2 separate regions of the Mus musculus genome follow, and region 2 is linked to region 1. A link is a contact called in public Hi-C data. All regions are on one chromosome and are shown on one strand. Each heading gives the region's core, a stretch centred on a gene start, on an enhancer-like site or on the middle of the called end of the contact. The rest is flanking DNA. Distances are from core to core; before and after follow the strand shown. Region 1 holds the start of Nyx (nyctalopin). Region 2 overlaps Cask (calcium/calmodulin-dependent serine protein kinase (MAGUK family)).

Region 1 (6,266 bases), core at 945-3,444:
CTCTATTGCTCTCAGCCTTGTTGCTTTGCTTAGGAAAGATCTCTTACTGAACAGGAAACCTGCGGGTTCAGGTAAGTGGGCTGGGCAAGCAGCTCCCAGGATCCACTTGTGTTTCAATGCTGTGGTTACAGTCATGTGCAGCTGTATCTGGGGTTTTTTTTTTTGTTTGTTTTTTTTTAATGTTGGTGCTGAGGGTTTGATCTCAGGGCCTCATGCTTTGCTTTTACCTCTCTCCACAGCCATCTTCTTTGTCCCAATATATCTTTGTTTTTCATTCCACGTTTTAGAAACATAAAATCATTTATATATAATGTATATTTATAACAATGTACATGCATGTATGAATGTGTATAACAGAGAGAGAAGAGAAGAGAAGAGAAGAGAAGAGAAGAGAAGAGAAGAGAAGAGAAGAGAAGGGAGGGGAGGGGAGGGGAGGGTTAAGGAGAGGAGCGGGGAAGGGAAGGGAGGGGAGGGGAGAGGAGCAGGGAGGAGAGGAGAGGAGAGGAGAGGAGAGGAGAGGAGAGGAGAGGAGAGGAGAGAAGAGGAGACAAGAGAAGACAAGAGAAGACAAGAGAAGAAAAGAGAAGAGAAGAGAAGGGAAGAGAGTCACATATAATCCAGGGTGGCTTCAAATACAGTTCTTCTGCTTCAGCCTCTTGTGTGCGGGCTTTTAGTTATGCATTGTTAGTCGTACCACCAATGATATACTCTCTATAATGTTATATATATTTTAATTTTACTTCAAACTATGTTTATAATTGAAATAGAATCATACCACTTTCCTCCCTCTAGCACTTTCCAGCTACCCTTCCCTGATGCCCTCCTATGTCCTCGTATACTCCTAAGTAGATAGCATATTTTATTTATTGTTACATACATATTTGTGTGCATGTGAGTATGAAATATGCACGCGCGTGTGCACACACACACACACACACATATCCAACCTGCTCAGTCCATTTTTGTTGGTGATGTGTGTGTGTGTGTGTGTGTGTGTGTATGTGTGTTCAAGGCTGACCATTCTGCATTAGACAACCAATTAAGGATGCTCATTACTGGGAGAGGCTAGTCATCTTTCCCAAAGCCATTAGTTGCCTGTAGGTAGCTCTTTGCCTAAGGATGGGGCCTGGTGGATTTCCCCTTCCCTGAGAACATGTCTGTGATATTACCTTTGTTCTGGTTTGTTTATGCAGTCATTTGTAGGAGAGACCATTTCACAGCAGACTTCCTTCTCTTCATCGATGCTCCCTGAGTCATAGATGCAGGAGTGGTGGTGTAGGTGTATCCATTGGGCCTGAGCTCCCTAGAATCTATTGCTCCAGTTGTGGTTTTCTGTGGTAGCCTCCATTTGCTGTAAGGAGAGGGTTCTTTCACGAGGAACGGTAGCCACATGTATCCAGGAAAGGCGACTCTCAAACCTAACAGGATTTTAAATTCAAGTCCAGGTGAGGAAAATGTTTTAAAGCTCACCCATTTTTTCAAATAGACGCCTCAGGGGTTTTGTGGGGTGGAAGATCCCATCCCATCTCAGGCCCGACAGACTTCTTTGTCCCTAGATCCATTCCTTTGACAGGTGGAAAGTGGAAGCCTTTGTATCTTTTCTTTGCTGGTCAGCTTCAAGCTCTAGCCTCGTGTATGTCTGTCAAACACTAATTTTCTAAGTGGCAAAAGGTGCCTATCTGAGAGCAGCAGGGAGGCCCAAGCCTCTCCCAGCATTTGTTTTTCTGACAGGTCATCAGCAGAGACTCAGTTGCCTGGTGGCTCAACATTGCACAGACTCAGGTATCTTCGATGGCTTGTCTTCTGAAATCAGATGTTCCGGGATCTTTTGCCTGCCTTGAATACCTGTGATAAGAGAATTCTGAAACTCTCTAAATTAAGTTACAGGCCAGAGAATGGAGGAAGAGATCAGATGAGATTATTTTAACTGACAGCTTCCAGCTAAATCAACAAAGAAAAGGACAAATCTGCTGCACTGCATTGTTGCCCTGTGTGCCGAAGACTACCCATTGAAGGTCACCTCACTTTCAGCTTTCAGAACGGACTTGCCAAAATGCAGCAATTCTGCTATGGACTGACTAACCCTTCACTCCTGGGACTCTGCCCAATTCCTCTTATCCTAGTCCTTCTGATCACAGATCAGAACAATTCCTTTCTTCCCCCTAACATTTTATTCTAAAGCCTCTAGCTCCTTAGGTCCATAACTACTGATTTCAACTGTTGTCTGGCCGTGCTGCTGGTGGCTTAGGAAACCTGTCCCAGGACCTCTTTCACCTCTTAGCATGTGTCAGCGCCATCAACCATTGTTTCAGAGGCCTCTTTGAGACTGGGACATTGATTTGATACTTGGCAGTTCCCTGCTGCATTGAGTTTGGGTCTTTTCCTTGGGCAAGGCAGATGGGCCTACAGCTCTATTTTTGGAGGCCACAGAGAGTGGCGATTTCACATGCAGCTCCTGGAACGTGCATTTTGGAGTATTAGGGCAGCGAGTCTGTTGAGAAGCACAGCAGAAGAAATCCTGGGCCAACCCTTTATGTGCTGTGTCAGACTGGCTTATTATCCACCCTCCTGACTCCAGGGTCAGTCAGGTGAGTAGGTCACTGAAGGACCCTCTCCAGAGGGACTTTTGGCAGGCTGTCCTTTGACCAGGGCAGCTAGCCTTCCAGCGACTTCAGGTGCGTGACTAAGATTTCCGGCTCAGGCGTGCCCCGGGCCTTTCCGGGCCAGGCAGCCGCCCCCGCGCCGCCATGCTGGAGCCTGCTTCCTGGCGGGGACGATAAGATAGGTTGCGGTGGCACTGGTCCAGCGCTGGAGCTTCAGCGCCCTCTGATGGGCAAGCCTGGGAGGGCGGGGCCCATGCTCGGATGCCCCGCCCCACCAGACCTTGGGAGCGGGCGGGGCTGCAGCACGGGTTACCCGCAGTGGCTGTCCAGGTTTCGCAAGGACGTGACCTTGAGAGGGAAAAAGTCCCCTGGTGCGTCACGAGTGGTTGCTAACCCGGGCTAGCGAGCTGAACTAGTTTTCGAAATCCAGAGAGGTGGGAAGGAATAGGGACTTAAACGTTCATACTGGGGACTCGTGGCCAGCTGCCCCTCTACGACCGACCGCCAAGGCACGCTTTGTGCGCAGGACCCGGAATCCGGTACGAGCCTGCATCCCGACTTTGTCTGGGCCTGTCCTTGGGGTGACGTCATTCTGAGAGTCAGCAGAATAAGTAGCGTCCCCTGCTGCAGTCCAGAGCTAAGGCTGTGAATTCAGGTCGATTCCCCCAGCCCTACAAGGAGCCAGGGATTCCAACAAAAGGATGGTTTCAGCTAAGGCAGTTTAGGGGTGCCTCATCCTGATCTCACATAGGCAGTGAGGGTGACTCTTTGGCTTCTTACTGGAATCTCAGGAGAGAAAACAAAAAAAAAAAAAAAACAACAAAAGCAAAACAACAAAAACCAACCATAACCTAGGCGACCAATTCCTTGCTCTGCCTTCAGCATTGTAACCTCAAGTTTTCTGAAGAAGCTTCGTCTGATTAGAACAACTTGGTGTGGAATTTTGTGAAAAGAGGAGAGTCAAAATTGACTTATTTTAGAACCTTTAATAACCATTTACTTTATTTTTTTATATCTGACCCAACATGTGTGTGTGTGTGTGTGTGTGTGTGTGTGTGTGTGTGTACGTGAATGGATGGCTCATGCCCACCAGTGCACTTGTGGAGTGCATGTGGAATCCAAAAGACAACCTTGGGTGCCCTTCCTCAGAAGACATCCAATTGATTTATTTTGAGACTTGTCTGAAGCTTGCTAAGTAGGCTGGCTTGGCTGGCTTGGCTGGCTAGTGATCTGTCTGTTTCTGTTACCATGTTGGGTTGTTTTTTTTTTTTTTTTTAATGTGGTTTCTGGGGATCCAACTCAGATTTACTGAGTAAGCTATCTTCCCAGCCATGACCTAAATTCTTTACAAATTAAAAAAAAAGTGTTTGTATTTGTGTGTGTAGGTGTGTGTGCCACCTTGCATGAGTGGAAATCAAAAACCAACTTACAGGATTCTCTCCCTCCACCATATGGGTCTGGGGGGAATCCAACTCAGGTTATCAGGTTTGGCAGCAAGCACTCTTAATAGCCGAGCCATTTTACAGGCTCCTGGCCCAACGTTCTTGTTCAGAGAAGCCCTCATCAGTATATCACAGAACTTAGCAGACCTTTGACCTCCACCTACCCTAAAACAAAGCACTCTAGATGACACATACCTATGGAGCAGCTTTGTGGCTGTGCAGTTGCCAGGCTACATGATGTTCCTACCAATGTAATTGAAAGTTTATTGACTTACAACTTTACATTCTTCTGTGACTATACAGTTCATGTCATCTCTTCTACTGTGGAATGTGACATTCAAGGTTCCCAGGCCATATGACTCAGAATAAACTATTTTCTTACTTCCTTTATGTCAACACTTGGCATCTTGAGCAACAGGTCTCTTGCAGTTTCTGAGCCCTAGTTTCCTTACATGAGGAATCTAGAGTCTGGGTTAGACTATGAGGCACAGAACTTCAGGGAGTCCATTTGAGACCAGAAAGTGAGAGGAAAAGGCAGGATAAAGGCCAATCTTTATCCTAGTTCTTTTATTCTAGATCCTTCGCTCATTTTCACACAGGCTTCACTTCAGGCAAACAGTTGAACACCTCCACCTAGATAGCAAACATAGGCTAGCCTCTAATATTTGTGGGATCTGGGGTTAGAGTATACAGGGAGGGTCATGTACCACGTGTCTAAACGTTTGGACGTTTTAAATATTTGAAAGTTATAGATCTAACTAACTAACTAACTAACCATCGAATAAAATATGTCCTATCCTCCATCTCTCTGTCTCTGTCTCTGTCTCTGTCTCTGTCTCTGTCTCTGTCTCTGTCTCTCTCTCTCTCTCTCTCTCTGTGTGGTGAGTTAGACACATTTCCTGAAAGTCAGACAGATAGGGATAACGGCCATGACTAGAAAATAAGATGACAGATTTCTAAGATGACCAGCTTCCTCCTCTCAAGATGGCTGCCTTTTTCCTCACTGCCCTGAACTGAGACAAAGGCCTAGCCACCTAAAATAGAGGCCTGGCGGGCTTCTTTCTCTTTCATGAGTAGGACCTGATGAGCTTAAGGCCAGATCAGTCAATGTCTACAGGCTCTTGAGTTCCTGCCCAACAGAAGCTGTTTTTAGGAAGCAAAATGTCTACAACATGTTGGCACATAGCTCAAGATGGCTAGCAAATACACAGTCCCTCATCTCCCCTGGAAGCAGTCATCCGGGTGCTGGCTGGGCAGGAGAAGCAGCAGCGGCCCTGGGAGCCCAATAACAGTGCTTTATCCACCTCACCCCCACCCCATCCCCTGGGGAGCTTCTGTCAATCACCTCCCAAACAAAATAATTCCATCTGTGTCCTTGTCTCCGGATCTACTTCTGTGGGAACAAGAGGCAGAGAACGTCTTATGCTGCAGACCAGGCATCCAGAAATAAAGGCATGAACTGGGGTTGAGACTTCTTGCCCTCCCAGCTCTCTGCCTCTCAACAACAAAACTTTGCTTGGTTTCCTCGGTATCAGGCTAAACGTGCCATGCATTAGCCCTCCATAATGGTCTAGCTTCTATTGGGCATGTGTATGCCTGTGAAGTAAAAGCAAAAGAATGTGGCTTTAGTATCTGAGCTCTAGCCAAAAGCACCCAAGGAGACTCCCTGACCGCCTGAAGCCAAGAATCCCCTTAATAGGTTCAAACTAACCTTTCTTAACGAGAGATACCTTTCTTTCTATAGCTATTGAAAGGACCCATGGTGAGGGCTGTAACTTGCTCCTATGTATTGCGTTGAGAACACAGGCTGGGATTAAAAGGAAGATTAAGGCTTCAAAGGTCAGTCTGAGATACTGAGGAAGACTAGGAGGGCTGATAGCTTGCTGTGAGATAACCAAGCTAGACTGATAAGAGGAAGGACAGTGACCTCTGGTTTCCCTACCCTCCAGTAACACACAAAAGACACAGTCATCCTTCCATTTATTCTTGCTTCTAATGAACAGCCTTAATTGCTAGTAAAGTTGGCTCCTAACAAGAAGCTTCTAGCTGGGAGACCACCCCAGAGCACTGTATAGACAAGGAGTTAAATATGGCACAACTAAGAAAGACTGCATCTATATCTTGGTAACTGATAGAATTAATGCTCTGCCATAATAAAACCTCAAGTTGATCATGCTCACAGGCTCACGGTTAGCTAACTTTCTTATATAGACCAGGACCA
Region 2 (6,266 bases), core at 2,431-4,930, 91 kb after region 1:
TGGCACTTGAAGATATTTTTTCCTGATGTTGGGGTAAGATGGTCATAAAAGGATACAGAGGGATACATCTGAAAGCAAAGGCCATTGTAAAAAGATTAGAAAAGTTTGTAGGAGTTGAGGGCTCTGCCCAAATGATCTGAAGCTAGCCACCTAGCTTATCTCCTCCCTCTTTTCCTTACACAGAAAGTGTGGCTCTAACTGGACCTAGTATCTGACCATAAGCTGAAGATTAAGTCTTGGACAGATAATTTTTGGATTTGATCTTAGACAACTGGAATTTATATAGTTACCAAAGAAAAGGATTTATCAAGCAAGTTTTATAATATGAAATATGAAACTGAGAACTGGAAGAGAGGGCTCAGTTTCACCATAAAATAACAAAAACATACCATTCCTGAAGTTCAGGAGAAGGAATGAGACCTGCAGTTCCATTTTTGGAGTTTTCCAGTTTACCCTGCCACCAGTTGTGGTCATCCTTACTAATAATCTGGATGATGTCACCAACTCGGAACCGGATGCCAGCTTCTTTGCAGGGGATGAGGTCATCCTTGGCTGGATCATATTCAAATTGTGCTCTTACATAGATCTATAAAACAGGAGCTTGTAAGAACGGAGGCCACAGTGATGGGAAGAAAAACAGTGAATGCTACTCTAATAACCACACATCAACATTGACAACACAACAGGACATCAGATGGTGAAAGCTGAAACGATGTATGGAGGTAGGACACAAGAAACAACTACCACTAGAAACAGGGTGCCATATCTGATGCACAGAGCTTCATTTTTGCTGTTTATATTTGGAAGGAACACTTAAAATACTTGTTGAATAAATTCTGCTTTTAGTAATAGGATAGGTGTGTAATTAAGCTCACCAATTAAAAACTTGCTATGGCCACGGTGATGGCATGGATACATTGTCATGACCATGAGGCAGCCTTTAAGGCATAGAGACTAGTACTCAGGGTAGGTTTTCATGGTAAAGTAGCAAGAACTCTGGGATGGGATCTTGCTTTCATGATATTGGATGCCATGTTTTCATGACAACTGGCAGTGTGTCTATATACTGCAGACAGAGCTATATGTAACCCAAACAATAGTAAAACATTCAAAATACAGCTTTACTTCTTTAGAGAGATTTTGGATTTGTGCTTTACTTTTCTGGGGAAATAAAGATGAATCTAAACCCTTGCTTTGACAATGTAACACTTGAAATCAGCACAGAGCACTAAAGCATGCATGGTTCAAGGCCTAGAGCTTTATGGTATGTGAATTGAGGAGACACATTAGCAGACAGGGGTTATAACATAGGGTTTTATGAATGACTGGAATTCTAAGTGCTTTAAAATAAGGCACTATCTATATCCAAGGTTGCCCCAGTTATGAAATCCTAAGACTAAACTGTGGGGATATTCTACTAATCATTAATTTATACAATTCTTAACTTAAAATCAGATTTAGTATTTTTTTTAGCATTACATTTCAAGAAAAACATTCTCATGATATTTCTATTGATATTAAGCTTGAATGTCCCATTTAAGTCATGGTAAAACCAACCTGAAGGCTTTGGAACTATTGTGTGATATTTCATTTTAGCAACCCAACCCTTAAAATTAATGAATCTCTGCATTTGTACCTAAAATGTATGCTTTAAAAGCGCTGGCTGTTTGAAAGCTGCTTGCTGATGCTGGACAGCACTTAGCATTTCTAAACTAGCACAGGCATACTAGGGTGAAGACCAAGGTACTGACGCTGTTTCATCGTATGTAACTTTTAGATACACAAGCAAGTAGAAATTTAATTTTAATTCAGATTTCAATGTCAGAAAAGTGCCTTAAGTTGTTCATTAGGGCGTGACTTAGTCATACTTAGAATTCTATGAATTTTGTATGCACCAGAGGCAGGTAAGACTCTCTAAGGCTAAAACCTCTTTACTGCCAGCAAAAAATGATCAGCTTGTAATTACAATAACCATCACAGCTACAGAGATGTGAGGAAAAAAAATCTTTATAGAGAATTAGTCATGTATAATGTGTTAAAATGAAATGGTACAAGCTTTCAATGCTCAAATGTTATGGTCCAAAATGCAGACATTATGGGATGGAAAGGGTTAATAAAGGATCAGCTATTAGCTTGGTTTAGAGAAGTTTCTATAGAGGGTATCTATTCACCTGTCGTCCTTTTGGTTGGGTGGTTGATGGCAAGTCCTGTAGAATAAAGCCAACCCAGGAGAAAAATTTTCATTTACTTGTCAAGAGTACAAAGTAATTTGTGTGTTTTTGTTACAATATGGTTAAAAATGAACTAGATTTAAGTTGTAAAGAGATCATATACATTATTACATTTCTTAGAAATGTTGAGTTATTAGGAAAAAAAAAATCAAACCCAGGCCATTTAGCAGCAAGCTGAAGAAAGCAGGTAAGTTGAAGCAGAGAGAAAATGTGTTCTTAAGAAACAACTCAGCATCTTCAACACAAAAGCCACTGCGGTTCAAACAGCCTATTACAAAACCCCCTGAGTACAAAAGAACGGTTGTCCTTTTCAACTTCATCATTGCAACCGTTTAGATTTTGAAAATTTTAATGGCTCTATGGATTTTTTACCATCTTAATAGCATTACATGTTAATGTTAAAAAGGAATTCTTTGAGAACCTAGGTTCACATTGGAAACACAGTTATAAACAATTTTCTCACACAATTTCTCTTACTTAGATACTTGGGATATCATTCCATTTGAGATGGTCTTTGAATGACTAATGATTTGATTGGATAAGAAAGTTGATATATTCTTAAAGGGCAAATTAAAAGTCAGAACAAAAGGCAACAGTGCTGCATTCTTAGAGGCCTTATAATTACAGCAGGGTGACAGGCAGCAGCACCAGCAACTTCAGAGAAGATTTGGCTATCCCCCAAACCTGCAAACCCATGCACATAAATGCTTCTGTTTGGCTAAATGATTCTTTCTGTAATCCAAAATGGAGAGTTCTGAAAAATGGCAACTTTCCAAGTTTAAGTCAAGTATGTACTTTGTGTTAAAGATGTGATACCAGCGTGGCTTAAGTGCAGTTTGAAGCCAGCTCCTTTTGCTTTTCATATCCAGGCAAGGCTTAAAATTCACAAAAATATGTGCACGTACCACAATAACAAGAGGGCACACCAATTCGTAAACTTAGATAGCGGAAACTAAAAGACGTTGCTGATATCCCTCAGAATGGAAAACTATGAAGCCCAAGAACACCCAAATGCTTATTCTGCAAAAATCCCTTACATTTATCATTTTAAATTAAAAAATTCTTAAAGAAATTTAAACACATTTCTATTTATATCCTTTGAGCAGCCATACGTATTGGTGGGGTGGCTGAGAGGTAGTTTTAGAACAACTACAGCAGTCTTGAACTATATTTCTTCAAATGTGACTGATTTTTTAAGAAGGAAATGTTGAGGGAGGTTTTCCAGGAGTCAACTGCAAGGCTGCTGCAGTCGCCATGTGCGTCTGCAGAAGACAATCTTTCCACTGAACACATGGAACTAAACACTCATGGCAGGTGAGCACCAACAAAATCGTCACACTTGGCTGGGTGGAGCTAGAGTTCTTACCGAAACAGAATTGTTAGTGCTGCTATGACCATTAGCAGGGGACTGTCTGGAAGTGGAGGGGGAATCTCTCTGAAATAAGACACAAGGTTCATTAACACAGAGCACTAGCACAGAAACAGATATTCACATCAACAGTCCCAACCACAGTCTGACAACTATTTCCTCTGAGGTTAATGCTATAAAAGGTGTCATGCTGACCTACTTATATGATTTCACAGAAGTATAAAAATACTTTTTTGCAGTTTGAAGGTTCCCATATTATTAGTGAGGGCTGTGCTGTCATTGATTATTGATTATTCTTTTCCTGTATCCCAAATTCTACAATCTTTGCCTTTTTATTGGGATCTCAGGACAGTGATATTAAAAACTTATCAAAGGGCACACAACAATAAATATTATAGTGCTATTGTACTGAAGATCTCAACTGCCTAGTTTTGAATAGGTTAAACAATGGGTTTGAGAAGTAGTTTATTGTTCTTAGGTACCCCACTGTCAAGAACTACCAAATAACTCCACTGAAAGTAAATGAGCCTAAGAGAAAGACTTTACATATTGTAATCATCTTAGACCTTTCTAGAATAAATATTACTAATGGGGTAAAAAGAGAAAGTTGCACCAGAAAGCAAATCTCTTTCTTTGTAACATTTTAGCAGACTGAGTAAGACAGTGACTCCAAGCAACAATGCTCTATTTCTGGCCAAACTTGCCAGGAGCCCACACTCTTTGCTGTTCAACCCACTCCTAATCCTTTTCAGGTTCTGTTCCTTAGTGTCTAAGACAACTTTAATAAAAAGAACTATCAGAAGAAGAAATTAAGTCCTTTAAGACATTTCATGTGTAGAGTTCTGTATCCACTTCTGTCCAAAAGATATGTTTCTCTCTAGGATATTGAAAGAATACTTCTGGAATTGGTTAGCCTGAAATAGAATGAGATCCTTTAGAGGAACATTCTCAAACATTATGCAGTGGATTGATCTCTATTTGTCACCCTTAGGGATTCAAATCAGTAGGGATAGGGTCTGGGGGAAGTGGATGAGAGCCTTTATTAGAGAAGCCTTGCCCAGCTAAGAAGAGTCCAACCCAGGTGGGTTAAAAAAAAAAAAGTCGTGTATCTATGAGCAGATTAAGAGGAGGAAATCATTTCTTTCAAATATTTAAAGGTGTAGATTTTATATATATGATACTGGTGTCTCCCTCAAACTAGTTCAACAACTTAAAAAAAAGGAGAAACTTGTATTCATAACTAACAATATCTTCTGGTTAGTACCACCCCCAATCCAATCTATTCAATGTCTTCATGCATGTATGCCATTCTCTCTTTCCAGGACAGGTTTATACTCTAAGTAACAAAACTTAATGCTCTGAATCTTGAAGCTGGAGCAGTGCTGCTTATTTTTGAAATATACTATTAATTGACATTCCTTAGGAAGTCACCAAGAGGAGCTCAAGACCCAATAAAATATGACACTTTAATTGACAATTAAAATCTACTTGAACCTTGTACTTGGTTTTCTTGTGAAGTTTGTAGCACCACTATAGACTTGAAAAGTATAATCTTTCTTTCAAATTTTCTTAAGCACAGATCCAGTAAGTCAGCTACCAGCCCTTAAAACTTAGCTTTAGAAAATGTACACTTCATATCTATTTATTTGCAGTGATAAAAATTGAACCCAGGGACTCACACATGCCAAACAAGCATTCGCTGTGCTATATTCCCAGCTCTTACACTTCATATTAACATACCTGGAAGAGCCACAGGGAAATTGGAAAATAAGGTTTAATAAGTAACACTTGAACTGAATGTGCTACAACCAAAGAATGATTCTGTTTATGATAATTTATGTCTCCCAATATAGAAAGAATAGATTTTTGACTATAATAAGCAAAATAAAACTAAAAAAATAAAGCCGTAAGTTGAAAGAGTTCTAATTGCCAGAGGACAGTCTGTTTTCAGAAACACGGGGGGCATTATTCTACAAAAGATCATTTCTCACTTTAGATATGCAGAAAGGTCACAGGAGCCTGTGTCCTTTCAGTGAAGTCAGTTACCAATTCATCAGGGTCTCATCTTGAGACCTGTCACTCATTTAAACACTGATACCTCAACAGAAATTGACTCTTGGAAAGAAGAACTACCTGTGGGATATCTTAACAAGGGAAGTGAATGGACTTCCTGGAAACACTGCTGTATTTTTTTTTTTTTTTGTCTCAGGGATTTCTTTCTTTTTGTTATCAAGCTTTATGTTATTGTAGCTTTTCTATATTTGGCTTTGATTTTGCTGCAAAAAGGCTGAAGATATCTACATGCAAGTAGGGCTGAGGAGGTGGGTGGGACCTCCTCTGTTCCGTTATCTTTGTTGTAAAATTGGTGTGCAGTGATCTAACAGCACAGGCAGAAACAATTTCCCAGAAAGCAAAAACATTCAGCCATCAGCAGACAGTTAGTTAAGAACTCAGAGGAGATGGGGGAGGTTGGGGGTAGGAGAGGCTTGTTAGACTTATTACCTCACAGGACGAAGACTGAGTGCGGTAGCTTGGCACAATCTTGAAGGTAATACTCCCTCGCATTTCCCTCTGGGAGAAGAAAAGAGGAGAGTTCTCATGCAAACACATGTTGCACACAAAAACACAGAAGAAACCACTCAAAATGTGTGGGTGTAATCAGTCCA

Evidence for each region. Hi-C and Micro-C count contacts between places; a contact is called where the count stands out from the background.
Region 2: a Hi-C map of the MNK3 cell line shows a contact between it and region 1, with 6 times the contacts expected there. The contact joins the enhancer-like site here to the promoter of Nyx in region 1. A contact is called at or near these places in 3 of 39 promoter capture datasets (the C10 cell line, the HPC-7 cell line and HPC-7-derived erythroid cells), 1 of 484 Hi-C or Micro-C datasets (the MNK3 cell line), 1 of 115 datasets of contacts at active chromatin or transcription factors (DN3 thymocytes) and 3 of 9 other capture datasets (adipose tissue, liver and macrophages).

What each region holds. Positions count from the first base shown.
Region 1 is chrX:13,458,896-13,465,161 of GRCm38.p6, forward strand. It overlaps Nyx (nyctalopin), which reads left to right and starts at 2,195. Exons shown (of 4, transcript NM_173415.5): 1 at 2,195-2,588.
Region 2 is chrX:13,548,776-13,555,041 of GRCm38.p6, forward strand. Cask (calcium/calmodulin-dependent serine protein kinase (MAGUK family)) reads right to left here. Exons shown (of 27, transcript NM_001284503.1): 18 at 6,103-6,171; 19 at 3,598-3,666; 20 at 2,172-2,207; 21 at 390-586. Among named protein-coding and RNA genes, the nearest start is that of Gm34836, 18 kb to the right of the region's middle. Within about 2 kb of position 3,681, at least 10 of the 459 cell types and tissues checked have an H3K27ac peak or open chromatin away from gene starts, as enhancers often do. A contact at or near this core is called in the MNK3 cell line, where this site is marked.